7 separate regions of the Mus musculus genome follow, and regions 1, 2, 3, 4, 5 and 6 are each linked to region 7. The links are chromatin contacts, called in public HiCAR-type, HiChIP or PLAC-seq and promoter capture Hi-C maps. All regions are on one chromosome and are shown on one strand. Each heading gives the region's core, a stretch centred on a gene start, on an enhancer-like site or on the middle of the called end of the contact. The rest is flanking DNA. Distances are from core to core; before and after follow the strand shown.

Evidence for each region. Promoter capture Hi-C pulls out the DNA fragments that hold promoters and counts their contacts. HiCAR-type assays count read pairs that join an accessible place to other places. HiChIP or PLAC-seq counts read pairs in DNA pulled down with a chosen protein or histone mark.
Region 1: a contact with region 7 is called in a HiCAR-type map of astrocytes, with 6 times the contacts expected there. The contact joins the promoter of Zzef1 here to the promoter of C1qbp in region 7. A contact is called at or near these places in 4 of 39 promoter capture datasets (hippocampal neurons, liver and pre-B cells), 1 of 115 datasets of contacts at active chromatin or transcription factors (astrocytes) and 1 of 9 other capture datasets (liver).
Region 2: a promoter capture Hi-C map of pre-B cells shows a contact between it and region 7, with 4 times the contacts expected there. The contact joins the promoter of Ankfy1 here to the promoter of C1qbp in region 7. A contact is called at or near these places in 4 of 39 promoter capture datasets (the 3T3-L1 cell line, frontonasal cranial neural crest, hippocampal neurons and 1 more), 2 of 115 datasets of contacts at active chromatin or transcription factors (astrocytes and trophoblast stem cells) and 1 of 9 other capture datasets (adipose tissue).
Region 3: a contact with region 7 is called in an H3K4me3 HiChIP or PLAC-seq map of embryonic forebrain, with 4 times the contacts expected there. The contact joins the promoter of Spns2 here to the promoter of C1qbp in region 7. A contact is called at or near these places in 1 of 39 promoter capture datasets (pre-B cells) and 2 of 115 datasets of contacts at active chromatin or transcription factors (embryonic forebrain and embryonic stem cells).
Region 4: a contact with region 7 is called in a promoter capture Hi-C map of embryonic stem cells, with 3 times the contacts expected there. The contact joins the promoter of Xaf1 here to the promoter of C1qbp in region 7. A contact is called at or near these places in 6 of 39 promoter capture datasets (the 3T3-L1 cell line, embryonic stem cells, hippocampal neurons and 2 more) and 2 of 115 datasets of contacts at active chromatin or transcription factors (embryonic stem cells and large pre-B cells).
Region 5: a contact with region 7 is called in a promoter capture Hi-C map of pre-B cells, with 2.7 times the contacts expected there. The contact joins the promoter of Atp2a3 here to the promoter of C1qbp in region 7. A contact is called at or near these places in 1 of 39 promoter capture datasets (pre-B cells), 1 of 115 datasets of contacts at active chromatin or transcription factors (pancreatic cancer cells) and 2 of 9 other capture datasets (adipose tissue and liver).
Region 6: a promoter capture Hi-C map of hippocampal neurons shows a contact between it and region 7, with 4 times the contacts expected there. The contact joins the promoter of Tekt1 here to the promoter of C1qbp in region 7. A contact is called at or near these places in 2 of 39 promoter capture datasets (embryonic stem cells and hippocampal neurons) and 1 of 115 datasets of contacts at active chromatin or transcription factors (pancreatic cancer cells).

Annotation. Positions count from the first base shown.
Region 1 is chr11:72,794,282-72,797,644 of GRCm38.p6, reverse strand. It overlaps Zzef1 (zinc finger, ZZ-type with EF hand domain 1), which reads right to left and starts at 1,419. Exons shown (of 55, transcript NM_001045536.2): 1 at 995-1,419. The coding sequence starts at 1,348. It overlaps Cyb5d2 (cytochrome b5 domain containing 2), which reads left to right and starts at 1,806. Exons shown (of 4, transcript NM_001024926.3): 1 at 1,806-2,132. The coding sequence starts at 1,883.
Region 2 is chr11:72,688,276-72,691,605 of GRCm38.p6, reverse strand. Ankfy1 (ankyrin repeat and FYVE domain containing 1) reads right to left here and starts at 1,604. Exons shown (of 25, transcript NM_009671.5): 1 at 1,572-1,604. The coding sequence starts at 1,581.
Region 3 is chr11:72,487,846-72,491,427 of GRCm38.p6, reverse strand. It overlaps Spns2 (spinster homolog 2), which reads left to right and starts at 1,508. Exons shown (of 13, transcript NM_153060.3): 1 at 1,508-2,002. The coding sequence starts at 1,633.
Region 4 is chr11:72,300,306-72,303,928 of GRCm38.p6, reverse strand. It overlaps Xaf1 (XIAP associated factor 1), which reads right to left and starts at 2,300. Exons shown (of 6, transcript NM_001037713.4): 1 at 2,220-2,300; 2 at 467-602. The coding sequence starts at 2,251.
Region 5 is chr11:72,959,754-72,963,047 of GRCm38.p6, reverse strand. Atp2a3 (ATPase, Ca++ transporting, ubiquitous) reads right to left here and starts at 1,879. Exons shown (of 22, transcript NM_016745.3): 1 at 1,577-1,879. The coding sequence starts at 1,694.
Region 6 is chr11:72,359,650-72,363,411 of GRCm38.p6, reverse strand. Tekt1 (tektin 1) reads left to right here and starts at 1,530. Exons shown (of 8, transcript NM_011569.3): 1 at 1,530-1,619; 2 at 3,527-3,733. The coding sequence starts at 3,544. Gm34317 (a long non-coding RNA gene) reads right to left here and starts at 1,498. Exons shown (of 7, transcript XR_003949575.1): 1 at 1,421-1,498.
Region 7 is chr11:70,981,381-70,985,008 of GRCm38.p6, reverse strand. C1qbp (complement component 1, q subcomponent binding protein) reads left to right here and starts at 1,983. Exons shown (of 6, transcript NM_007573.2): 1 at 1,983-2,284; 2 at 2,689-2,839. The coding sequence starts at 2,059. It overlaps Dhx33 (DEAH (Asp-Glu-Ala-His) box polypeptide 33), which reads left to right. Exons shown (of 12, transcript NM_178367.4): 12 at 1-918.

The DNA.
Region 1 (3,363 bases), core at 170-2,669, 1.8 Mb before region 7:
TCTCGAAATATTTCAAGAGCCTCTGATTTAGAGGAAACAGAACTTTTAAATTATGTTACAAGTGACTGTGGGTTTCTTGCTTTACACACTAACCAATCAATGACTGACAATTTTACATGGCTTACTCATTAAAAACCTTTTGTCCTAACATTGTGGAATTAATAAGACTTCAGGGAGCAGGATAATAGGGACCTAAGGGAATGGGGTGGGAATCAAGAGGTTTGTGAGATACTCTCAACTTTGCTAGTGAAATGATTTATAGGCTAACTCTGGGTCAGTTTTTTCCAAACCATAAACCAAAATGTTCAGTAGAGATATGAGGAGAAATTTCATAAGTACAAGAAAACTAACGCTTCCCTATCAACTTTAGGTTTGATAAGGTTTCAAATGAGCCTGGAACAAGTTCTTCAATGATTTAAAATCCAGTGTATACTTGTTAAAAAAAAACAAACAAACAAAAAACAACCAACCAAACAAAACCTAGTATTTTATAGTCATGAACGGCTTGCAGAATGAGTCTTTTCAGTGTAATGTTACCCTCCTTCCACATTAGACTCAGATGGTTCTCTACAAGATTCCTGCACAGGCCAGTAAAACAGAATGGTTTTCATGGCCACTCCCTTGATCTTTGCACATCCTTTCTCGTAATTGTCTTACTCTGATAAGGTCCAGCAAGCAACTAAGCCTGTCAACTGCACAAATGTCTGCCTACCACATGCAGAGACTTTTTTTTGGCTTGCTCCTCTCTTCGGAACAAAGCTAATGTAGCCTGGACTTTCCACACCTCTAGTAAAGGCGAGAGACGTAGCAAAATTCCGTAGTGATGCACTCCGAAAGAGTTCGGACAACGCCATACTTCCATTCTAAGAACCCGAGGACCCTATGGCTTCCTGGCTGGCCTCCGCAAAGCAACCGCCCACCTCTTCAGGACCTTATTGGCGACCACCCTGCTCCCGCACCGCTGTCGCCAGCCAGCCAGCCAGCCAGCCCTGACCTCCTCGAACTGCTCGCCCGAACATCCAGCGCCGCGAGCCTCCAGCAACTCCCGGAACTGCTCCAGGGTGACGGACTCTTCACCGCGGCCCAGCCGCTCTTCCAGCCAGCGCAAGAGCGCGCCGTGGTGCCTCGACACCAGGGATTCGCAGGGAGGTGCGGGCCGCAACGCAGCCGCTGCCTCTCGCAGCCGAGCGGGTTCCAGGAGTGCAGCGGCGGAAGGCAGCACCGCGGCCGCAGGGCCGGGGCCGGGGGTCGTGCCAGAGTCGGCAGCCCAATCTTGATGTGGGCTCCAGCCCTCACCCCCTGCGGCCGCCGCTTCGTCTTCGCTGCTGTTACTCGGAGCGTTCCCCATGGGGTCTCCGTCTTGGGTGCTCGGAGGTGTCGCCGCCGCCGCCGCCTCCCAGCCACGACCTGTCAACCTCCGACAGCTCCTGGCGGGCGGGGACGGGGTGGAGACCACAGCGGCGGCAGTGACTTCCGGCTTCCTGGCTGTCGAGCGAGGCCTGATGTCGCAACGGAGCCGTCAAGCGGATTCCATTTGCTCACGACAGCTTAATGAAGCCCGGGAACCCACCCGTTAACGTATCCGTCTAGCCGCCTCTGCCGCCATCTTTGTTGAGGGCGGATAAACTGTAAGCCAGGACTTTTTGTTTGTTTGTTTGTTTGTTTGTTTTTTCTCTGTACTGTTCCCCTTTTCTGCTCCACGCTTCACGTTCAGAATCTAGGCTGGACAAGAAAAGAAGAAAGAGTCGGGGGCAAAAGAGTCAACTTTGCTGTGAAGTCTGTCAGTGTCGCGCTGCCGACGTCACGGCCGGCGTCTCTGCTGTCTTAGTGGTGGCTTAAGAGGTGGCTACCTCCGAAGCGTGTCTGGTGTGTTGCTGTATAGATGCTGAGGATATGCGGGCTTGGTGTGGTGCTGAGCCTGGCCGTGGCGGCGGTGGCTGTCATGGCCGTGTGGTTGATGGACTGGTGGGGTCCCCGCCCTGGTATTCGCCTCTTCCTTCCCGAGGAGCTAGCCCGCTATCGCGGCGGCCCAGGGGACCCGGGCCTGTACTTGGCACTGCTCGGCCGCGTCTACGACGTGTCCTCTGGCAGGAGGCACTACGAGCCTGGGGCGCACTATAGCGGCTTCGCAGGTATCGGCGAGGCTCTCACACCTTTTCCTCCTGCGTGGGCTCGTAGCCACGGCTTGCGTTCGTCCAGTAATTTATTCCTCCGCGCCTCGTCATCCCACATTCCTCAGACTGCTGCGGTGGGAAGGACACGGTCCTGGTTTGCAGCTTGGACGCAACTGTGCTAGTTATGTACCCTCCGACTCTGTCTGCTGCACTGTGTGACTGATTCGGAGAAAGATGTGTCTTGTTAGGTAGTGGTTACACTCAGAAGTCTACCTGGTCTCTAGAGCTACCGTGCTTTCAGGCTCTTTAGACTGACCCGAAATAACCTTTCCTCCGCCCGCCTCCGTTTCCCCTAATATAATATTTGAGTCTTTTTTAATTCTAGTAGATGCACTTGTCTGCTTTTCTTTAAAAAAAAAAAATGAGAATCAAGCGGGGAATGAAGTTAGAGCACAGGAAAGCAAGTATCTTTTGTAGTATTAAAATACCTACAATAAACCAGAAGTGGTGTTTTAACTGGAGTGGCTGAGACAGGAGGATCTCTTGAGCTACAAAGATCCATTGAGCCAGGAATTTGTGGCCAGGCTGGCTCTAAAACAACACGAAACAAAACTTCTGACAAAATTTGGTATATTAGCCTTCCTAAGAACATTTATCAAATTAACTCCATTCTGCTGTGCTCCCGTTACCCCTTAACAACGGAGGGGATCGGAAAATGTAATTTGACTAAAAGCCTTAACAAGATATGAGAACTACCAACCTAATAGCTTTTAATTTTTATTTTATGTGTATGAGTGTTTTACTTCCTTGTACAACTCTGAACTACCTGTGTACTTGGTGCCCATCGAAGCCAGAAGAGGTTTTCAAATCCCTGTAACTAGTAAACATGGTTGTGATCTGGGTGCTGGGAACTTTGCTTCTCTGGAGGAGCATCCACTGCTCTTAACCAGTAAGCCAGCTTCCCAGCTACCAATTTTAAAGGTGTTGTTTTTCTAGCCAAGGAGAATACCTCTCTCTTTGTTTATTTGGGAAGGAAGATCGCAGGGCAAGACTGGTAACTAGACTGACAAAAATTTCAAGCAGTCCACCGGTCATTTAGGAGAATTAGGAAGCTACCTTTAAATACAGATCACTCACTTCCTTCTCTCCAGACTTTTCAAACAGTCTAACCTGGGATAGGACCTACCCAAGGACATGGAGAGTTAGAAGCAATGCTAGACTGGAATCAAGAGTTTTTTCTTGCCACTTG
Region 2 (3,330 bases), core at 355-2,854, 1.7 Mb before region 7:
AGTTCTCAATACAACTACGGACTGAGAAACTCCCTCCTCCACGACCTGAAACTTGGTCATGCATTTCCCCAACACGCAGATTCCTTCTTAAAGGCTCTACACTGCTCACGATCTCACATCGTGCCTTCCTGAACCTTCCTCCCAAACCTCGCTGCTGAGCAACAGGTACACAACATTCCGTGGTGTGCAAAATCATCTAGTTCATTTTTTGAACAGGGTTTCATGCACTCCAGGTAGGCTGTGAATGACCCTAAATTCCAGATCCTTCCAAGTGCTGAATGAAGGAACTACAAGCAGGCAGGCATACATCACCACACCCAGCACTTTCAGTCACTTCGCTTTCTCCTCCTCTGTTGGACAATGTTCACCACCTCCAAGGTGTTTAACAGATAGAAAAAGTAAAAATGAAAACAGAATCCAGTCCCAGCCATGAATCTGGCCTCAGTTCACTTAACTATAAAGGGCAAATAACACACCTGGCAGGCCTACTTCGTGTCACTCTTAAACCTAATTCAAATCTGAGAAGACTACACAAACTGTCACACTACCCAAATCTCAGATCAAGAAATGATGAGTTTAATCAACACTTACCAAAAAATACAAACAAAAGACAAAAACAAAATAGGCCAGGTCTAGATCAAGTAAATCTTCAGCCACTCAACAAAGTCCAACAAGAAGTATTTTTCTCCAACAATGGGGTACACAGGAGAAGCACACCGGCCAGGTCTAATATTGTCTGATCACTACTAGGTAACTCACTATCTCAGGGCTTTCACCCCAACTCATACAGTAAAGCTATGGCAAGCAAAGATCCTAACATTATTCCTTAAGGGAGGCTGCACCTGAGAAACCGGATGCCTTTACCTGCAATGTCGTAAAGTACTAAAAAAGAGACGAAGGACTAAAGCAGGAGGTAAAGGAACCGAAGCCTGGCTTTAGCACACCTCTTTCAAGCAGTGTGACCTTGGTCAACTTCCTTACTGAGGAAACATCTCCTTTTGCCCCTTTGTAAACCTCAGAGAATCTGAGCGTGCCCACATTTGCTAGGGCTGCCAAAAAGCTTAAAGACTATTACAGCGCACGCCCAAGAAGCCCGTCGTCCAGCTGCAGTCCCGGCTCTTCCAAGGAAGAGTCCCAAGCTCTTCCGCAGGCAAGAGATGCACCCTTCCGGATGCAGGACCTGCCATGACAGCAGTTTCGATTTCCTAAGGAGAGGGGCACTTCCCTCCCCGTTCCAGCATGGCTGGCACAAGAAGCTCCTCTACAGCTTTCTCGAGTCCCGCGGGTGCATTCGCTCCCAGGACCCGACCCCTTTCTCGTTCTGAGACTACCGGGATCGGGGTTGGGGGCGGGGGGTGACGAGTGAAGACAGACTGCAGGAGGGGCGTTGCCATAGGAACGGCGCTGAGAACCCCGGCCCGGGGAGCCCCGAAACGCTACATAGGAAGGCTCGCGAGACACGTGATGCACCGTACGACCACAGCCGGACAACCCTTCCAGGGGCTTCTGTGCCCGGCCAGTGGTACCCCTATTGCTTCGCGTCTTCCCGTGCCACCCCACAAAAAACCTACCTTCCGCCATGTCGGGCCCGGCCCTGCCTACAGCCTCGCGATAAATGCCGGCGCAAGGGAATCATCAAGTCTCGCGAGAATGGATGGAGGCGTGGCAAAGGGAGGAGCCAGAGCAGACAAGGGGTGAATGAAAGTGGAGCGGGAAGTTGCTCTAGGCGGGAGGTCCGAGTCCCACTTCGTTTTGGAAGGTTTGACAAGCGCGGACTGGGCTATCTCGTACTCCAGGCGATCGTCAGGGTAGAGCAAACATGGACTATTCTGAGGCAGGGACTGCGGATCTTTAAGTTACTTTGTAACCACGTGGGACGCTGTCCTAATACTTAAATGATAGCATTTCTCCAGGGCTTTGGGAATTTTTATGGCTAAAACCAGACAACTTGGGTTATCAAACAGGCAAACACACTGGTTACAAATATAGGGGTCGCAAAAACTGCAAATCTCTATACAATTTTATGTAAGCAAAATTGTGAGATCCCTGAGGTCAAAGTGGCAAAGCCAAATAACACTAGGAGCTAATAACGGTTGACAAGGCCATGGAGAAGGAATTCAGATTGTAAACCAGGAGCTTAAACCTTTTGTGAATGTGAGAATGATTAGATGATTTTTATAATAGCAAAATAGAGGGCTGACAATCCTAGATAGTATGCCTTTTTTGGCTGTGGAGTAGGTAGAGTGGGGAATTGAGACAGGGTTTCTCTACATAATCCTGGCTGTTCTGGAACTTACTATGTAGACCAGGCTGGCCTGACACTGATAAGAGACCCTAGTGCCTCTGCCTGGAGTGCTGCGATTAAAGGCAAGTGCCACCACACTTGACATAAATACTTTTTCTTGGCCCGGGTAACGAATATGTACTTAGCACACCTGAAGCCTCCAGGTCAACAAAGGAGAATAGAAATAATGCATCAACAGTTAAGTAGTGACTTAGAGAACAGTTAAGATTTTAGGAAGATCTGCCACAGTTAAAGAAAGCATTAGAGGGCAATGAAATGGAATAATGAAGGGATTGAGTTCAGATTATAAAAATGTAAGGGCAATGGTTAAAATTTTGAAAAGGGGACGACCCTGGCTGAAAAACACTTAGAAAATGGAAGAGAAGGACACTTAAATACATTAAGGATAATTATGTACTAAAAACTGATGTTCCGATTGTAGCAGACTACAGTAGTGAAGGAAATAACAGGGCAGTGTTAAAGTAGTGGCCCTGGATAAGCGACATGTGATTAAAGAAACAATATTTGTTAGTTTCAATAGAAGTGCCTGAGCTCAAAGCTTCACTGCCTTGCTGAGGATGGTTCATAGGTGTGTCAAATGAGTTTTTGAGATCTTCAGGTGGCTAGATAAACCAGCTTTGAGCATAAACAGACTCTTCTATCCCCTAAAAATACTCAAGCTCCTAACATTAAAACAACTTAACTGGTTGGAAAGTGCTGTCATATCTGACATCTGTTTGCAGCATGTTTTCTCTTTGCCTTGCTTTGCAAGCCCAGCAAACTTAATCTGAGCCAGGTTTTTTGTTTGTTTTTGTTTTCACTTTTTTGGACAAGTCTCATGGAGTACAGACTGGTCTAGAATTACTGGTCCTCCTGCTTTTCCAAATGCTAGGGTCAGAGGTATCCATGGATGGAGGCGTGGCAAAGGGAGGAGCCAGAGCAGACAAGGGGTGAATGAAAGTGGAGCGGGAAGTTGCTCTAGGCGGGAGATCCGAGTCCCACTTCGTTTTGGAAGGTTTGACAAGGCTCCAACTTGTTTCTAGTTG
Region 3 (3,582 bases), core at 259-2,758, 1.5 Mb before region 7:
TGTGTGTGTGTGTGTGTGTGTGTGTGTATGTGTGTGTGTGTGTGCTTGAGTGCCTTATGCTTTGTCATCCGTTGGCTATGCCATGACTCACTGTGGTTGACACCTTCACAAGATGTTCCTGTTGTGGACGTGGGCTCTGGAGCAGCCTGCACTAGCAAGATGATTTCAGGGCCCTGGCTTCGTACCAACCAGACCATTGACTAGTTGTCTGTTTATGACGGGTCACCTTGGTGACCTGAAGTCTGTCTGTGAAACAGACAGAAACCACTGGATATCTGAGGGGCTGAATTAAGTCTCCCCTGACTCTCTCATTTGAACCAAGGGTTTGGCACATACTAGGGAGAACATGCTATACTGGGTTTTAACTTCTTTCTTTCCTTTTACATATTTATTTATTTAGAGACGTGTTGGCCTGGACTCGCTGGCCTGGAACCTCGGAGTTTCACCTGCCTCTGCCTCCCAAATGATGGACTTACAAGAGAAGACTGTTCTTTACACAGAAGCTACCTAGCCATTCTCCAGAACTGACAACCCCCCCCCCCCCAACGTGCTCAACTACCTGGACTATATTCCCCCAATAGAAACAAAGACCCAGAAAGATAGAGGTTTCGTCCAATGTTAAGCCACACGCAAGAGCAGATATAGGCTAGGATCCAGCTTTCCAACTTTCACTAAGGGTTTTGGGGAGATGGTACCCCCCTCAAAGGCTTTTTCTGCTCCATCCCCTCTCCTTCTCGTTTGTCTGAGATTGGATCTCTCCTGACTCAGCCTCCCAAACGCTGGGGTTACAGGTGTAGGACACCCTGCCTGGCATTGAGGAGGCCCTCCTGGTTCTTTTGGGCTCTAATCCGAGCCCTGGTTCTCACAAGCTCCACTCTATGGGGGGTAGAGATATGGTCAGAGTGAGCCCAGGTCATAGCATGGAGGTGCTTCTCTATAGAGGAGAGCAATGGACCTTCATGAGGTCTGTGTCCTGGGTCCACCAATCATGTTTCTTAGGCAGCGCTGCCTAAACAGACTGAATTAAGGTGAGTAACTGTTGGAGTCAGCTCTACAACAGGTTCCCCAGTTTTGACCATCTGAGACTTTTTTTTTTTAATGCGTAGCTTAAGCCATGGGCCTTCCTCGGCCTCAGCCAGGGGTCCTCTCCCATCGCAGGGGCAGGGTGGAAGTTGAGTAGGGTCTGGGGTACCCTTCTTCCCTCACCTAAATCCTAATCGGTGCTGCAGCTCCCCGCAATCGCTTCCTGATCCCCGAGGGTTCCGTGGCCGCAGCGCTACTGCGTGACTTGCGCCCCCGTCAGGCGGGTGGGGCTGTGCGGCCAGGCGCCCCCGCACCCCCCGGGGCAGCACGTGCGGGGCGGGGCTGTGGCTTGAGCCCGGAGGTGATTGGGCACACGAGCTTGGTGGGCGGGGCCGGCCGCAGCTGTCAGAGCCGCCGGGGCCGCGCGTCTCACTGACTGAACAGTAGCAGCGGCGCAGCCAGGGCTGGAGCCCGAGCGCAGAAGCGGACGGGCCGGGCCGGGATGGTGCAGCGGCGGCTCCGCGGCGCGCGCACGCACTGAGCGGGCCCGGGCTGGGCCTCGCGTCCCCCGAGCCCCCCGCGCCCCCCGCCGCCCCGGCCCGGGCCGGCATGATGTGCCTGGAATGCGCCTCGGCGGCGGCGGGCGGCGCGGAGGAGGAGGAGGCGGACGCCGAGCGGCGGCGCCGGCGCCGGGGGGCGCAGCCAGGGGCTGGAGGTAGCGCTTGCTGCGGGGCGCGGGGTGTTGGGGGCGCTGGAGTCGTGTCCGCCGACGAAGAGGTGCAGACGTTGTCCGGCAGCGTGAGGCGGGTCCCGTCCGGACTCCCCAGCATCCCCAGCACCCCTGGCTGCGCAGCAGCTGCCAAGGGCCCCAGCGCGCCGCAGCCCAAACCGGCCAGCTTAGGCCGAGGGCGGGGGGCAGCTGCTGCCATCCTGAGTTTAGGCAACGTGCTCAACTACCTGGACAGGTACACTGTGGCAGGTGAGCAAATGCCCCATCTAGCCCGAGGACCAGGGCCCTTCCATCCCAGATGCCCTAGGGAGCTTTTGGTTGCCAGCTCCCTAGATCCAAGCCCTCTGGAGAGTCCCTAAGGACCCTCTGTTCAAGCGATGCTTTGGCGTTCCATGGGTCCAATCCAAAGCACCCCACGCTCCCCGTGTTAGGGATTGGTGGAGTTTCCACCCCTGGAGCAGCTTGTGAGCCTTCGCCAAGCCCTTGACGGCTCATCCGTTGTCCTCCCAGAGTCTCCTCTGCGTCTCTCTTGCCTTATCGCCTGTGCGCCCCCTTCCTCCACAGCCGCAGGTTCCCCGGCCTCTCCTCCTTTTCCCTTAGTCCAGGCCGTCTGTGCTTGCACGGCCCGTCTGTTCCTTCTTTCCTCGGTCTCAGCCACCCCCCTGCATGCGTGCGGCCAGTGTGTGCGCCTCTTGCGGGTGTGCGCCAGGCAGCCGGAGTGTGCGCGCGCGTGGCAGCGCGGATATGTGTGTGTGAGCTTGTAAGCGCGTGGCTGACAAAGGCTCGGGCCTGCGGGGAGCCGAGGGAGGGGCGGGGCGGGTCCGTGCCGCCTGGGGACCCAGGATGCGGTTTGCAGCTGGCCCTGGCTTGAGGCCTGGAGACGCCTCCTTCTGCTCCATGGCGCTTGGAGCCTGGAGCAGGGCATAGGCCTGGGGGCGGGGGCTGGGGGGGTTGGTCTAAAGAGAGGCAGCCTCATGCTCCTTGAGCATCTCTGCGACTCAACCCCAGGTTTGAGACTGAAATGGATACAACTGGGTTTCTATCCTGAATGTGCTTAATGTGTGTGTGACCTTGGGCCAGTTTCAGCTTGTGTTTAGGTCTGTTTCCGTTTGTGAATTGATTGATCCCTGGGCCTCTTAGTGTGGATGTGACTCTGGGATTCTATTCTGCTGGCGTCTCTCCCTGTCTTCACAGGGGTCAAGACGTAGGGACCTGTCCTAGAGCTGGCCCTGCCTGAGGATAATGTAGCTTTGAAAAGAAACACTGGTTAGGCTGGTCTCCGGGGCTCCCGGTGGAGGAGTGCAGTTGTGTGTGTGTGTGGTGGGGGGGACCCAACATTCTATCCCACAACCTAATATGAAAGAGGGGAGAGGAAAGGGGAAGAGAGATGATTTGGATATTTTGTGCCTCACTAAAGAAAACTCAGGGATGATTGGGAAAAGAGAGCCCTGACATAAACCACACAACCACATGCCACCTGGGTACTTGGGTGTTCTTTTGGGGGCCTTAGTCTTTTCCTATCTTGGATAGTTTTGTGTCAAGTGGAAGGAAAGAACTCTGCCCCTCTCCCACCTTGCATGTACACCCACCCACCTGCTCTCTGTCCCTTCCTGGGGGTAAACATGAAGTAGGTGCCAGTGGCATCAATTTTTGGGTCAGGCTGTCCCAAGAGACTGTTCCCTTGCTCTAGTAAGCAAGAGCATGGTGTACCCTCAAGTGTGCCAACCTACCACGCATACGCATGTGATGTGCTGCCTAGGGCTCAGGGTGTTAGGTGCCCACCCTGTGAGGACAAGCCAGAGAACATTGGAGGCCCTCACTTTGCAAAC
Region 4 (3,623 bases), core at 1,051-3,550, 1.3 Mb before region 7:
TAGAGAAGAATTCACTCCTACTCCAGAAAGGGAGGGCTTGCACAAGCTGCTGACATAGTCCAAACTACTCAAACTGTTCTGGCTAGTTTTATATCAACTTGACTGAAGTGTTTGTTGGGTCAGCTTGAATCTAAATGGATGCCTGAACTTGATTCTCAGAAAGATAAAGCCGCAAGAGACTGACTCAAAAAGGTAGGAAAGAAGACTGAGATGGGCCCTCCTGCCTCCTCCTTACAAGTCTCTGAAGAACAGTTAGCCTTTCTTTATATGGATCCTTTGTTCTGCCAGACCCATAGTCTTGGGGTAGCAAGAAGAAAGGGAGAAACTAGGGACAGCCTCAGGGTAACACAAACAAAAAACAGAGGCCAAACATGGAGGGGCTAAATAACTTACCCACCAGGCCAGGGAAGGCTGGACTCCAGTTGTTGACCCCCCAGGCCTCTGCCCCACCTGCCCACCTGCTCACCTGCTGGTGCACAACTTCCATGTGCTCTTTCATCTTTGACTCTGGGATGGGCTCTTCACATTCTGGGCAAAGGACTATGAAGCGCAGGCAGTGGGCCTCGTGGAGCATGAAGTGGAGAGAGGCCACATTTCTTTTGCTTCAGGATAAAGTGGGGGTGGGGGAGAAAGAAAGGCACAGTGTCTTAGCATAAGACATGACGCCTTGTTGCATACCTGGGGTAAGCTCTTTCCAGGCCTGCGGCCTGGGGAAAACAGTGATGATGCTGATGATGCATTCCTATGCCTGCCAGTGCTGGTGAAACAGATAAGCTCGCCATCAGAAAATAGGTGTGAGGGCACTGTGCCTGGGAGAGGGGGAGGAAGAGGGTACCAGGGCAACAGGCAACTTTCAAGATTGATGATAGATTTCATTTCCTAGATTGTAAGATGGTTTCACAAATAAGTACTGTGTATCAAGATGTATATTTCAAACATGTACAAGTTAGCTAGGGCTGTTGGCACAGGGGTTCAGGAGCCTGAGTCAGGAAGATGGCTAGTTTAAGGCTTATCTGTGCTTATAGAGTAAGTTCAAGATCAGCCTAGGCAACTTAGTGATACTCTGTGTCAAAAGGAAAGGGAAAAACAGAGCCAGGGATAACGCAGCTCAGAGTGCTTGGCTGCTCTGTGCAATGCCCTAGGCTCAGTGCCTGGAACGACTCCTCAGCATCACCCCACAGAGACAGGGTTGGGGGAGGTAAAGTTCTATCCTTTTCCAGTTATCTCCTAGAAAGGCCATCACGAGAACAAGGGAGCACAGCAGTGCAGCTCTGCCCTGACCACACCTCAGACCCTCCAAGGGTTTCCCAACTCTCAAGAGCAAAAGTCCATCCACCACGCTGTCTCCCGTCCCTGGGCTCCCTTGCAGCTACCCAGAGAGCATCTGAGATGCAGGGGAGTCTTGTAGGGCAGGGTGTCCTCCTCTGATAGGCTCATCACCAGGAACGCTGCCAACCCATTCCATCTGCTCATGCTCACGGCAGCTCGGGAGAAAGGAAACAGGCTGTATCCTTAAAGGACCAATTGTTCAGGCCCTGTGATCTGGCTCATGGCCTCCAATTGTTCAGGCCCCTGTGATCTGGTTCATGGCCTCACTGCTGTTAGCCTGATCCAGCTGTCCCCACAACCGCACAGAATGACGTCCTTTGCTCTGTTTGCCCTCTCTGTTTTGCCTGCCTCCATACTCCATAGACCAGAGATCCTGAAAGGTGAAGTGGAACAAAGATCTCTGTGGAGCTTTACCCCAGTTACTGCAACAGGTGGGGTCTGCTGAGGAACCAGCTCTTTTTACTTGGAGGTGTGGTCCTTGCCTCCTGCTCAGCCCTCCATGTTCTATCTCCCAGCTCCTTTGTCAGGCGGAGGACAGGAATAACCCTGGAACATCTCTCAAAGGGTCCTCTCACAGATGGGTGGGAAGACCACGATGCCCCCCACCCCTGCTACGGATCTAAGCTCTGACAGGAATAGCCTGCTAGGGACCAGTCCCTCCATACTTCATGGCTAAAACTAGCCAGCCTGAAATACCCAAGCTAAGAGGGAACAGTGATATTGAGGTACCACTGAGCACTCTACTTAGAGATTTGGAACCTCTTCACTCCAGAGGTTCCAGTCCCCTTCGGCTTGCCCTCTGGTGTTGTACTTCATCCCCATCACTTCAGAATTTGTTTGCTCTGCCCTGCCCCTCTGTCTGGCCAGCCCTGGAGAAAATGCCTTCTTACCAGTTCCTGCACACTTGGAAGTCAGCCTCCATGGTCAAGCTTCCTGCAGTGCTTCTGTGGAGTTTCGTTTCTTTGCACACAGGAAAACAAAACTGAAAGTGTTTGCCCAGCCTGACTCACAGCGGCAGGGAGGAGACTTCAAAAATTCTCAGCTCAGGGCGGTTCCCAGATCCTGGCAGCTAGACACTCCCAGAAGGCCATTCTGCAGCATGGGCTAGTCCTCTGTCATGCCCCTTGTCCTGTGCAGCCTCTGTGCTACCGTGACTGTGACCTCCAGGGTGGGCGTTAGCTGTCGGGTTTCCTCTGGGCAGCACAACAATTCCTCCCTTTCTCCCCCTCCCTCCCTGACTGGCTTTGTTTCCATGGGGTCCCTGCCCACTTCTCAACCTGTGACTGACTCCTACTGTTTCTGTCTGGTCTCTCCTGAGATGCTAAGCTTGAGTCTGCTCTCTGAAGAAGAAGCTCCTGCAAGCTCTGTACCCCTGTGTGGGTTCCAGTTTGTGGTGACTTTGAAAACAAAGTCTGTGAGGAACTGAGCAGGGGGTTCTGGGTGCTGGATGCTCAGGCTACAGGGTTTGGGGCAAGTCTTGGGAATGGCCAGGGATAACTGTGTTGTGTCTCCTGAGGTTGTCCTCTGCTGGGAAACAAAACAAAGCAAACAATAATGGCAAACAATAATGTAAGCCAAGATGACAGAAACCATGAGGAGGTCTTGCTATCCCATGCTCACTGGTAAAATCGAGCAGCAAGGGGCTGAATAACCTGCACAGAAGTTCCCAGGTAACGTGGTCCAAGGTGTGACCCTTCTGCCACAGGCACGGAGCTGGAGGAGCTGTGCTCAGATCCAGACAAGATAACCAATTGGGAGCTTGAGTCACCTCAGCCTTCTGGATACTGTCTCCTGGCTGACCGGGTTACACTGGAGCTCCCAGGCAACTTTAAGGTCCAGGTGCTCCTAGAATTTGCATGCAAAACTGCTGCTGTGTCAGTATATGTTTGTTCCAGCGAGGTGCCACAGCCTCAGGCAGTTACCCAACAAGGCTAGCTGACCTCATGAGGTTCAAAGAAAACAAATTGTGTTAAAGGCAGCCCATGTCCAAAATTATCACAGTGCAAAATGATGGAAGTCAGTCGATTTGCTGGTTTCCTGTGTTCATTCCACCACCACCACCCCCCTTCCAAGGAAGAAACAGGGCGTCATTAGATAAATGAAAATGATCAAAGGGTTTTGGAGTAGAGGTAGCGGTATGGCACTTGCCTACCATGCATAAGGCTTTGGGGTTAGGATCTAACACACACACACACACACACACACACACACACACACACACACAGACACACACACACACACACACACATCACAAAGTATATCTCAGTGACAACTGATACATTCACAAATACAGC
Region 5 (3,294 bases), core at 630-3,129, 2.0 Mb before region 7:
AAACACCCCTGCCAGTGTTTTCTGCCTGCTCTGTCACATGCCAAGCCAGTATCCTCTCCCATCATCAAACACATACCTACACACCTGAGATCCCCTCACCACGGCACAAGGGAGCTGGGGGCTCCCTCTCTCCCAGTTATCTCTTCTGAACCAATGAAGGCATGAGCCAGAAAAAAGAGTGAACTAGGCCAGAGCCCTCCAGGGACAAGCTCAGTGTGACCTGGGACAGAACTAAAGGCTGAGCCTCCAACATCATATGGGAACCAAGGACCACAGTAACATCAAGTAGGCTGCAGACCCCAGACCCGCCTTCCCCTCCCTCAGGGTTGAAACGGACCCTGCTACCCCTGTCTTTCTTCAGAAAAAGGGCACCCTTACTGCCAAGTCATTAATGGGGGATATTAAATAATATTTATCTCCTAGTTCCTCCCACAGCTCAACTAAATATAGCAACTAATTTTTTTTGAAAAAGGATTTCTGCTCCAGAAAGATAATATTTACATAAGAGGTGGTTTTCATAAACCAATACAAACCCAAAGCATCCCTTCTGACAGCTCTTCCTACTTCCCAGACTGCCTGGAGCAGAGGGACACCCAGGCCAGAGCATGGTTCCTCTGGTACCTGGCAACTCTCAAGGGTGAGGGGCTCTCCAAAAAGATAGAAGTTTGGAGTGGTTGGGCTCTCTCTCTCTCTCTCTCTCTCTCTCTCTCTCTCTCTCTCTCTCTCTCTCTCTCTCTCTCTCTTCCTCCCTCCCTCCCTCCCTCTCTCCCCCTCCCCCCTTTCCTTCAAGCTTACAGGTGCTGTGGCCCTGAGCCAGGAGTGACAGGAGGACATTGCAGGGAACCTCTGATGTCCACACTACACGCTCCTAACAATGTGTGGGGCTCATCTAGACGGGGTCTACTGGCACTGGCCAGGCAAGACTTTGGACAGGAAGGAGAATCCCATGCTCCTTGACAGAGGGGAGGAAGCCATGCCTCTAGTAAACTGAAAGAGTACGTGGGCTACCTCGGTCCCCAGAGATGGGGCAGGCACCATTCCAGATCACCAGCTGGGGAAAAGACTCCTCCAGACCTCCGACCTGCCCCTCCAAGAAGGTGGGTCTTTGCCTCAGCAGTTCAAACCCACATCAACTCCCGGCAGCCACATCCGCTTGGGGTTGCAGAAAGAGGAAGACCTGGGACTGGGGTTAAGAGCACCAAAGCTGACAGCTGACAGGCTGCACCGTCTTGGGCGCCTTAGTGAACCTTCCGGGGAGACATCGGAACCCCCTGATAGGTTGGGCCTCGGAGTCGCTGGCTAGAGGGCCTCAAGCGTCTGCACTTGCAGGGTGTCCGCAGATCGCACAGCAGGTGCGGGCATCCAGTAAGGCTCTGGGATAAAATGGGCTAAGGATTGCAGGGGTGCATCGAGATGGGGAGTGGAGAGCCAAATCCTGCCTCCTCTTCCCCCGAAGGAGACCGGGAGGCCCCACCAGGTGCCCCACGCGCATTTGCAGAGGCTTACTGAGCCCGGCTTCCTGCCGAGTCAGGAGGGGACAACCGGTCCCCACTGCAGGGCAGGAACCCACGCTCACCGTTGGGGCCGTAACGCTCCCGCGCGTCGGTCACCTGCTCCAGGCTCAAGCCGCCCTCGGCTGTCACCGAGAAGCGACGCAGCACGTCGGCAGCGGAGAGCAGGTGCGCCTCCTCCATGCTGCCTGCCCGGCCGTCCGCGACGTCCAGGTCGCTTCTCCTCAAGGCTACTGTGTGGAGTGCTGCGAGCTTGGGGCGGGGCGGGCCCCTCGGGAGGCCATGACCACGCTGGGACCTTCCCCGACGGCAGTGGCTATGGCAGCCCGGGCCCGCGCCAGGATGCTGTGCCCGGGGCTCCGTCCTCTGGGCGGGGCGGCGCGGGACCCGCCCTGCACCCACACCCCTTCCGGCCGCAATAGCAGCCGCCGCCCCGCCCCGCCGAGGGTGGCGGGGGACCGAGTATGCTACCCTCCTGTCCACATACTGAAGCTAGAGCCAGGGAGCCTCGAACTCGGTCTGCAAAGCTGGGGGACCTACTGCTTTCATGTCGCCGCCTCTCTGTGTCCTAGGAGCTCGAGGGTGTTTGTGGTTGTGTCCGGGGGTGTTGCAAATTGCAGTTGTCCGTTTAGTGGCACCCCACTTCCCAGCTCCACCTCTGCACAGAGTCTGGCGGGAAGCCGATGCAGTGCACTGGGGGTCTCTTGCGGAAGAAACAACCTGATGCTTTCTTTCCTCTAGTGCTGAATGTGTGCGCCTTACACGTTCCCAAAGGTCCTGCGACGAGTGTCATTCTTCATACACTCGCATCTCTAAGACCCCAAAAATGGCCCAGTGGGGAAGGAAGGTAAAAAGTACCAGGCTGTTACCTACCAGTCCAGCGTCCCCAACAGGTGAATGGTGCGGTGGGGATTCAGAGAGATCCCCGGGAACTCGAGCGAGGCAGAGGGGTTCCTTGCTTAGGGTGCCTGGCGGGGACTGACCCTGACCGAGGGAGGGACAGGGGAAACTCCCCTATATCAGCACTGTCAGGGAGTGCCAAAGGGTTGCAGGCCTGCGGAGGTGGAAGGCAGAGACCACTCACCTTCCAAAAGGGGGAGCCAAGAGAACAGCTGATCTCATCCCCACTCCTTGGCTCTTGGTTAAGTGCAGCCGCGGAATCACCAAGGCTGCCAGGGTAGTTCCTACCTTTTTGCACCTGGGTCCCAAAGCACCCGTGCACTCTGAAGCTTCCGGCCTGCCTGAGCATGGGCACCCCAGAGTCGAGTATTTTTATCCTGTTTCCACCCCTCTATGCTTTCCAAATATTGACTGGTGAGGACAGGGACAGATTGGGCCTTTTAGTGGCTTTGGAAAGGCTGTCCAGACTCTATGACATCAGCTGGGTCTCAGCTGCTGTAGGGATAAAGGAATGTTACTTTTATGGCCGTGTCTCCTTCCAGCTGACATTTTAGTTGTTTACTTGGGATTTTTCTAAGACGAGGTCTTGTTATGTAGTCCAGGCTTTCTTCAAAGTCTTGGCCATCCTCCTGCCTCAGCTTCCAGAGTGCTAGGATTACAAGTTATGCTACCATACTCTGACATTTTAAGCTTCAACTCCAACATCTCCAGGTATCTTCCTCCTTCCCTTTCCCTCTGACCAGGACAGGACACAGACAGCCTCTCTTCATTTGTAAGTTGCTAGGAAACTTGGTAGGACTCTGCTGGAGACAGAGCCACCCAGGGATACTTTCCCACTGGAGACCTCCCTCCCCGACACATGGAGATATAGACATTCAAGCAG
Region 6 (3,762 bases), core at 281-2,780, 1.4 Mb before region 7:
ATATTATTATTGTTGTTATTTGTCTCCCTCTCTCTGTCTTCCCTCCCATTCTTTTCCCCTGTGTGTGTGTGTGTGTGTGTGTGTGTGTGTGTGGTTGTGCAGGTCAGAGGACAACTTGTGGCAGTCATGTCTTTCCTTCTGGAGAGGCACTTTTACTTGCTGAGCCACCTTGCCTACCCCAGTCTTTGAATTAAGGTATTCATTAATATTAATACCAGAATTAAGAACATAGATACATGAGCTGGGCAGTGGTGGCGCACGCCTTTAATCTCAGCTCTTGGAGGCAGAGGCAGGTGGATTTCTGAGTTCCAGGCCAGGCTGGTCTACAAAGTGAGTTCCAGGACAGCCAGAGCTACACAGAGAAACCCTGTCTTGAAAAAAAGCAATATATATATATATACATACATGAATGAAAGGTGAGTGTTAATTTCCAATATGTCTTTCAGATTTGAATCCTCAGCTTAAGGGTCTTTTTCTGGCATGCTGAGATGCCAGGGATAAGCAGATACACCCAGCTCATCGCTGCTTTTTCTTCCTTCCTTCCTTCCTTCCTTCCTTCCTTCCCTCATTTCTTTCTCTTTCTTTTAAAGATTTGTTTATGTATTTATTTTATGACTAGGAGTGCTCTGTTTTCTGTTTTCATGCACACCAGAAGGTATGCACTGGATCTCATTGCAGATGGTTGTGAGCCACCATGTGGGTGCTTGGCATTGAACTCGGGACCTCTGGAAGAGCAGTCAGTCCTCTTAACCGCTGAGCCATCTCTCCAGCCCTTCATCAGTGCCTTCACATTGTTATAAATTTTATGCCTTTGTTTCATCGTGTTCACCTTTATGATTGCTTTTTCTGCCACACAGACAGCGCCAATTTCCCATTTCCAGTAGTAATGCAAAGGGTTTTTTTGTTTTGTTTTGTTTTTGTTTTTTTGTTTTTTAAATAAACGTGCTGCCTGTAAAACGAACGTTTGAAGATGGTGTATGGCTATGTTAAACTCATGGCCGTGGCACCGAGTGGCTGGCGTCCTGAAAGCCTAATTTTAACTCAATCCACAACAGTTTGAAGATCACGTAGCAGTGCGATCTTAACCGAGAAAAAGCTCAGTGCTTGGTGAGTTTTACGCCTTGGGAGAAGATACCTGGCCGAAAACCCATTCTTGCCTACCCCTGTCTGGAGCTACCCATGCACCCTGTGTGTCGCTAGGTTTGCAGGTCCTTTGCTCCAGGTTTGGAGCAACGACCACGTGGAACGCAGTGTGTGTATCTCTGTGGTCCCGGGTCATCTACGGCTCAGGACAGCGCCAAGACCGACCCGCTGTGCATCTATGGAGTCAGAGACTCGGGGAACGGGAACCCCGAGTGACCCAATCTCCTGCCCCGTGTTTTGACGTTTTCTCAGCAGGATCAGACTTCGGACCACCTACTTTCTTTGTCTTGTTTGCTCGGGTTACCCTTTAGCACCACTCTCACATTCGCGCTTGCGCAGTCTTCTAACTAGGGCAACGTTGCGTCCGTCCGGTTGCCATAGAGACCGCAGTTTTCTCGGCTGGTTCTCTCAGAACCAGGAGCTCTGGTTGGGGTCAGGAGTGCCCTACAGAAGCTTGTGTTCTTTAATGAACTAAGGTAAGTGAGCCCCGATCCACCTCACCTACCCCTTCTCCCTACCCACGCGGTGTGTCTTTTGTATCAGCGGTTAGCACTGATATCGGTCCCCTCTTCGAGACTATTCACACTTGTTCAAAGTTATATCTCAGAGAGCCACGCTGAGACAGACTCGGGAGAGACCATAGGAGGGGACTGAACTGGAGAGCTCAGGAGTGTCTGAGGGGGTTACATGGGGCCTGATGCTTAGCCTAGTCAAGATCTGAATCCATCCTTGGTTGTGACGGCTTCAGAGGCCCCTAGGGTAAATACTAGGGTTATAGAGTCCAGAGCGGGAGGCTTTCAGAGTTCAGCTTTGCCTATGGAAGACAGATGTGATGTCGTTCAGAGCCAGGGGATCATATTTTTTTTCCCCCGCAACTGTCTCCAGAGGCTGCCTTACCCCCTGTTCCTTGTCTTTATCCTGTAGTCACAATGCCCAGATGTTGGCTTACAGACGTCACATCTGTTCATTTCTTATACAACATGTCTGGGTTCATGTATTTGAAAGAATACTGCTTGTCTTAGGGTTTCTATTGCTGTGACAAAACAACATGATCAAAAAGCAAGTTGGAGAGGAAAGGGCATATTTGTCTTACATGTTCATATTGCTTGTTTATCATTGAAGGAAGTCAGGATAGGAACTCAAAACAGGGCAAGAATCTAGAGGCAGGAGCTAATGCAGAGGGCATGAAGGGCATGCTAACTGGTTTGTTCATCATGGCTCGCTCAGCCTGCCTGCCTTCCTTCCTTCCTTCCTTCCTTCCTTCCTTCCTTCCTTCCCTTCTTTCTCTTTTTTCTTTCTTTCCTTCCTTTCTTCCTTGTCTTTTCTTCCTTTCTTTCTTTTCTTCCTTTCTTTCTTTCCTTCCTTCCTTCCTTCCTTCCTTCCTTCCTTCCTTCCTTCCTTCCTTCCTTGTCTTTCGTTCTCTCTCCCTCTCTCCCTCTCTCCCTCTCTCCCTCTCTCCCTCTCTCCCTCCCTCCCTCCCTCCCTCCCTCCCTCCCTCCCTCCCTCCCTCTCTCTCCTTTTTTCTTCTCCAAGGCAGGGTGTCTTTGTGTAGCCCTGGCTTTCCTGGAACTCACTCTGTAGATTAGGCTGGTCTCAAATTTTCAGAGATCCACTTGCCTCTGCCTTCCTAGTTCTGGGATTAAAGGCACCACCACTGCCCAGCTCAATCTGCTTTCTTGCAGAACCCAGGACCATCAGCTCAGGCTTAGCATCACCCACAAAGGCCTGGGCCCTCCCCATACATCACTAATAAAGAAAATGTCACACAGCCAGATTCATGGAGTCATTTTCTCAAGTGAGGTTCCCTCTTGCCAGATAACTCTAGCTTGTGTCAAGTTGACATAAGACTAGCCAGTACACTGTTCTATGATTCACCGAGAGCAACAAGAACTCCACATCTCAAAAGATGCACAGGAGAATATCAAGAGCATTTTGTGATAACCCTAAATGAGAATAGTCCACATGTTTATAAGCAATAGGAAAAGGTTAATTTTTACATAGTCACCTGGTACATTGCATAGTGATAAGAATGGACAAGCTACATTATAGGCAGTAAGACCACTTTTATGAACACAATATTAAATAAAAGCCACCAGATGCTAAAGAAAATACTCTATTTAGTTAAAAAGCAAAGGAACCTATATGTAGCATTAAAGATGGGGTTAGTGGCAACCTTGTGAGGCTGAGAGTGGCAACTAGAAACTAGAAAGATTTGGCATATTGGTAACATTATTTCTTGATCTGGGAGCTGGCTAGGCCTGTGGCTGGGAGCTTGGTTCAGATGATTTGTGCACACTTAAGTATGAGTGTCACAAATTGATAATAGCGATGATGGCAGAAACTGTTGCTTACATCTCATGCAAACTGTTCTGTATTTGATCAGGACTTTGGAAATCCTAAATGGCCAAGCTACTGCAATCTCCACCCAGGTTCCTTCCTGAGGAGTGGTATATTGCTAACAAAAGCCAGTACCACAGAGCAGAGGCCCAAAGGTCCCAATCTGAACGCTTGGTGGCAGAGAGCCAGAGGCTTGTGGAAGAAATTGAGAAGACCACCAGGAAGTCTCAGAGCGATGTGAACAAGAAACTTGGTAAGACAACATTTTAGTATAGATGTGAC
Region 7 (3,628 bases), core at 734-3,233:
CTTACCCTGGAGGGACTGCTGCAGAGGACTGGGACCTCCCAGAAAAGGGAGTGATGGATACAGTTTCTAAGGACCCAATGTTTCTGTATAGAAATATGTTTATCATTCTAACATTGTGGGGGGATTTTAATAGAATATTTAGTTTTTTATTAAGCTTTTTTAAAAATTACTATTCAACACAGCTGCTCAGGGATTACATGAGGTGGGAGCCCCATTCTGACTCCACAGATCACTACGAAGAAATTAATGCTTATCTTCAGCCAAAGGGACAGCTCTCTTCAAGCTTTCTTAAGAAAGTGAAATGTTTTGTGGTTTTGCTGCAGTACAACCTGAGCTACTTTTCAAGTTGGCAAACTCTCCAACCTGAAGACTCCAGCCTGGACAGAATAGCCTCCAACAGACAGATGAACTTCCACAACAGCCCTGCGTGCTGCAGGGGTTTATCTTCTTGGTAACCGTGGCCTGCGACACCCGGGGCACCAGTTCCATTACCAGGATCCCTGTGAGAACATTTGCATCTCTTATAACAGGATTCCAAAACAGCAAAGTATTTACTGTGGCACAAATCCTTGTGCTCCAGCTACCAGGGTCTGTTTGGAACTGTGGCCGCGCATCTAAGATGCCATTCCTTGAGCACATAAACTAGACTATACCGGTGGGGAAACAATTCTCTATAGACTGCTGTAGTGTAGAAAACTGACAAGCGGATTTGGACATGTGCTCTGTTCTCTCTGGTCTCAAACATAAAAGAACAGTTCTAGTATATAATGCTCGAAATTTGCTTTTGACTATCAAATCCATAAAAACTGAATCTTGTATAATGATCTGTGTGGCCTCTTTTGTTGGGCCTCCTTTCCCTTATTTAAAGAATGCTGTTTAGAATATTAAACATTATTCTTACTGCCATTCATTCGATAAGTCTTGGTATCCAGCATTTACTTTTGTTTTTTTTTTTTTTTGAGAAGTCTTTTTCATGTGACCCTGACTGTTCTGGAACCTGCTGTGTAGACCAGGCAGGTCTCAAACTCAGTTGTTTGCCTACCTCCCTGATGCTGGGACTATAATGCATGAGCAGGGCTTTTGTTGTTTGTTTTGGGGTGTGTGTGAGTGATTTGGTTGGTTTTTGTTTTGTTTTGTTTTGTTTGGGGAGGGGAGTGGTTTTGTTGATTGGTTGATTGATTGATTTTTTTTTAAATACCTTTGAGTGTTTTGGTATCTGCTGCCCTGGAACTGAAGTTAGATAGTTGTGAGCAGGCATGTGGATGCTGGAACTAGAACTCTAGTCTTCTGCAAGAGCAACAATGCTCTTAATCACTGAGCCATATCTCCAGCCTCTTATCCTTGATTCTTTTTTTTTAATAGATATTTCAAATGCTATCCCCTTTCCTAGTTTCCTCTCCAAAAATCCCCTAAACCCTCCTCCTCCCCCTGCTCCCCAACCCACCCACTCCCGATTCCTGGCCCTGGCATTCCCCTGTACTGGGGCATATAATCTTCGCAAGACCAAGGGCCTCGCCTATGATGTAAGCCATATATTCCTGCTCCCAGGAAACCGATGGTCCATTAAAACTGGCCCATGAATTGTTAGGGCGTGCAAAGGTTTCCAACATAAATCCTTCATCCTGTTCTTGGGATTCTGGATCTAATGTCTAATGAGGCCAGGATGTCCACTCCACAGCAACTGCGTGCAGGTCAGCCTGGGCTTTCCAGAATTAGTCGGTTTCAGAAGATCGTTAAGTGATCTTTGAATATACGGTTTTGCGCGAGTTGGGGTGAACCTGAACGCATTCCGCGGTAACAAAGCTTGGTGTGGATTGAGAAAAGCAGGTGAATTGGGGAGAGTGGGCAGCAAGGGAGACATGGTGGTCAAGGTAGCTGAGTCAAGGCCTCCCCGACTGCACTGGCGGCTCCCAGCAGAGGGCGCGGTCCGGCCCGGATGACTGCAGTCCTCTGGGGTGGAAAGCGCTTCCCCGGGCGAGGGCGGGGCTTCCGGCAGCGCGCGAGGTCACACGGTGCCTTGGCCCGGTCGTCCTTCCCTCTGCACGTGTCCGCCCCGCGATGCTCCCTCTGCTGCGTTGCGTGCCCCGCGCCCTCGGCGCCGCCGCCTCCGGCCTCCGAACCGCCATCCCGGCCCAGCCGCTTCGGCATCTCCTGCAGCCCGCGCCCCGGCCATGCCTCCGGCCCTTCGGTTTGCTCAGCGTACGGGCCGGCTCGGCTCGGCGCTCTGGCCTCCTGCAGCCCCCGGTTCCCTGCGCGTGCGGCTGTGGCGCTCTGCACACGGAAGGTAAGGTTCACGCACCCTAGTCGGAGTGCGGCCACCCAGCTTGGAACAGACCCTCGTGATCGAAAGCTTCCCCCCCCTTCTCGCGTCTTGGAAATGTGGCTTAGCAAAGTCCGTAGGGTCGTGGTTTCAAAGTGTGGTTGTTGGTTATGTCTTTTGGAACCAGAAAGAGGATAATTGGGAATTCTTTTGTTTAATATGGGAAGTAATAGTAGTGAGTCCATGATAAGAAATAACCATCTCATGATAAATATCAGTTCAGCTCAGTAAGTATATCCTGCTCTTTTTATAGAGTGAGAAACGGACGTTTTAAGGAGTGATTTGGGCTAGTGTCGTAAGAATGGATACAGTCCGGTCTATCGGTAACCGGCTTTTCTCCCTTTGGGTCATCTTGGCTTTTCTTTTAGGAGACAAGGCCTTCGTTGAATTCTTGACTGATGAAATTAAGGAAGAAAAGAAGATCCAGAAACACAAGTCCCTTCCCAAGATGTCTGGAGATTGGGAGCTGGAGGTGAACGGCACGGAGGCTAAATTATTGCGCAAAGTTGCCGGAGAAAAGTAAGTGGCCCAGGGCTTGTATTCTGGGTTCTCAAGTCGGGAATCCCTGACTACAGCACCCTGTCCTGGCCATCCCCAGGAGAGCCTCAGCTTAGGCCCAGTACTTTGATAAAATGGCTTTTCTTTTTTGGGTTTGTTTGTTTTTTTTTTTTTTCCGAGGAAGGGTTTCTCTGTGTAGCCCTGGCTATCTTGGAACTCACTCTGTAGACCAGGCTGGCCTCGAACTCAGAAATCCGCCTGCCTCTGCCTCCCGAGTGCTGGGATTAAAGGTGTGCGCCACCACAGCTGGCCAATAAAATGGCTTTTAAGAAAGCATTTACTTGGAAAAGTTCTTAGGTTCCAGGGAGTGCATTCTCTGAATGAATACAGACTTCTGGGCTTGGTTATTAAGGAGGCCTGAAGCAGCTCCAGGGTGTGTAGAGGGGAGTCTGGGAGCCACAAGCGCAGTCACTGGCTTACTAATGAGGGATGCTGTGCCCAGTCTGGACCTAAGGGCTGGGACTTTTTTTTTTTTTAATGTTTAATAGTACTGATAAATTCATTTGTTTAGAACTCCCATCTGGCTTGTGTTTGTAGTAGTTAAAAATGCAAGGTATGTAACTTTTAAGGAAGAAGTTAGAGTGTAGAAAGGCCATCAGACAAAGGTAGAAGGTTCTTAGCCAAGCTTAGCTCTCGCTTTCCTAAACCGATCATTTCTGAGACAGGGTCTCTGTGTTGCTGCTGTAGAGCACAGACCAGCCTCTGACTCTTGGTCCTTCAGACACCTGTGTGCTGAGGTTGTAGGCACGT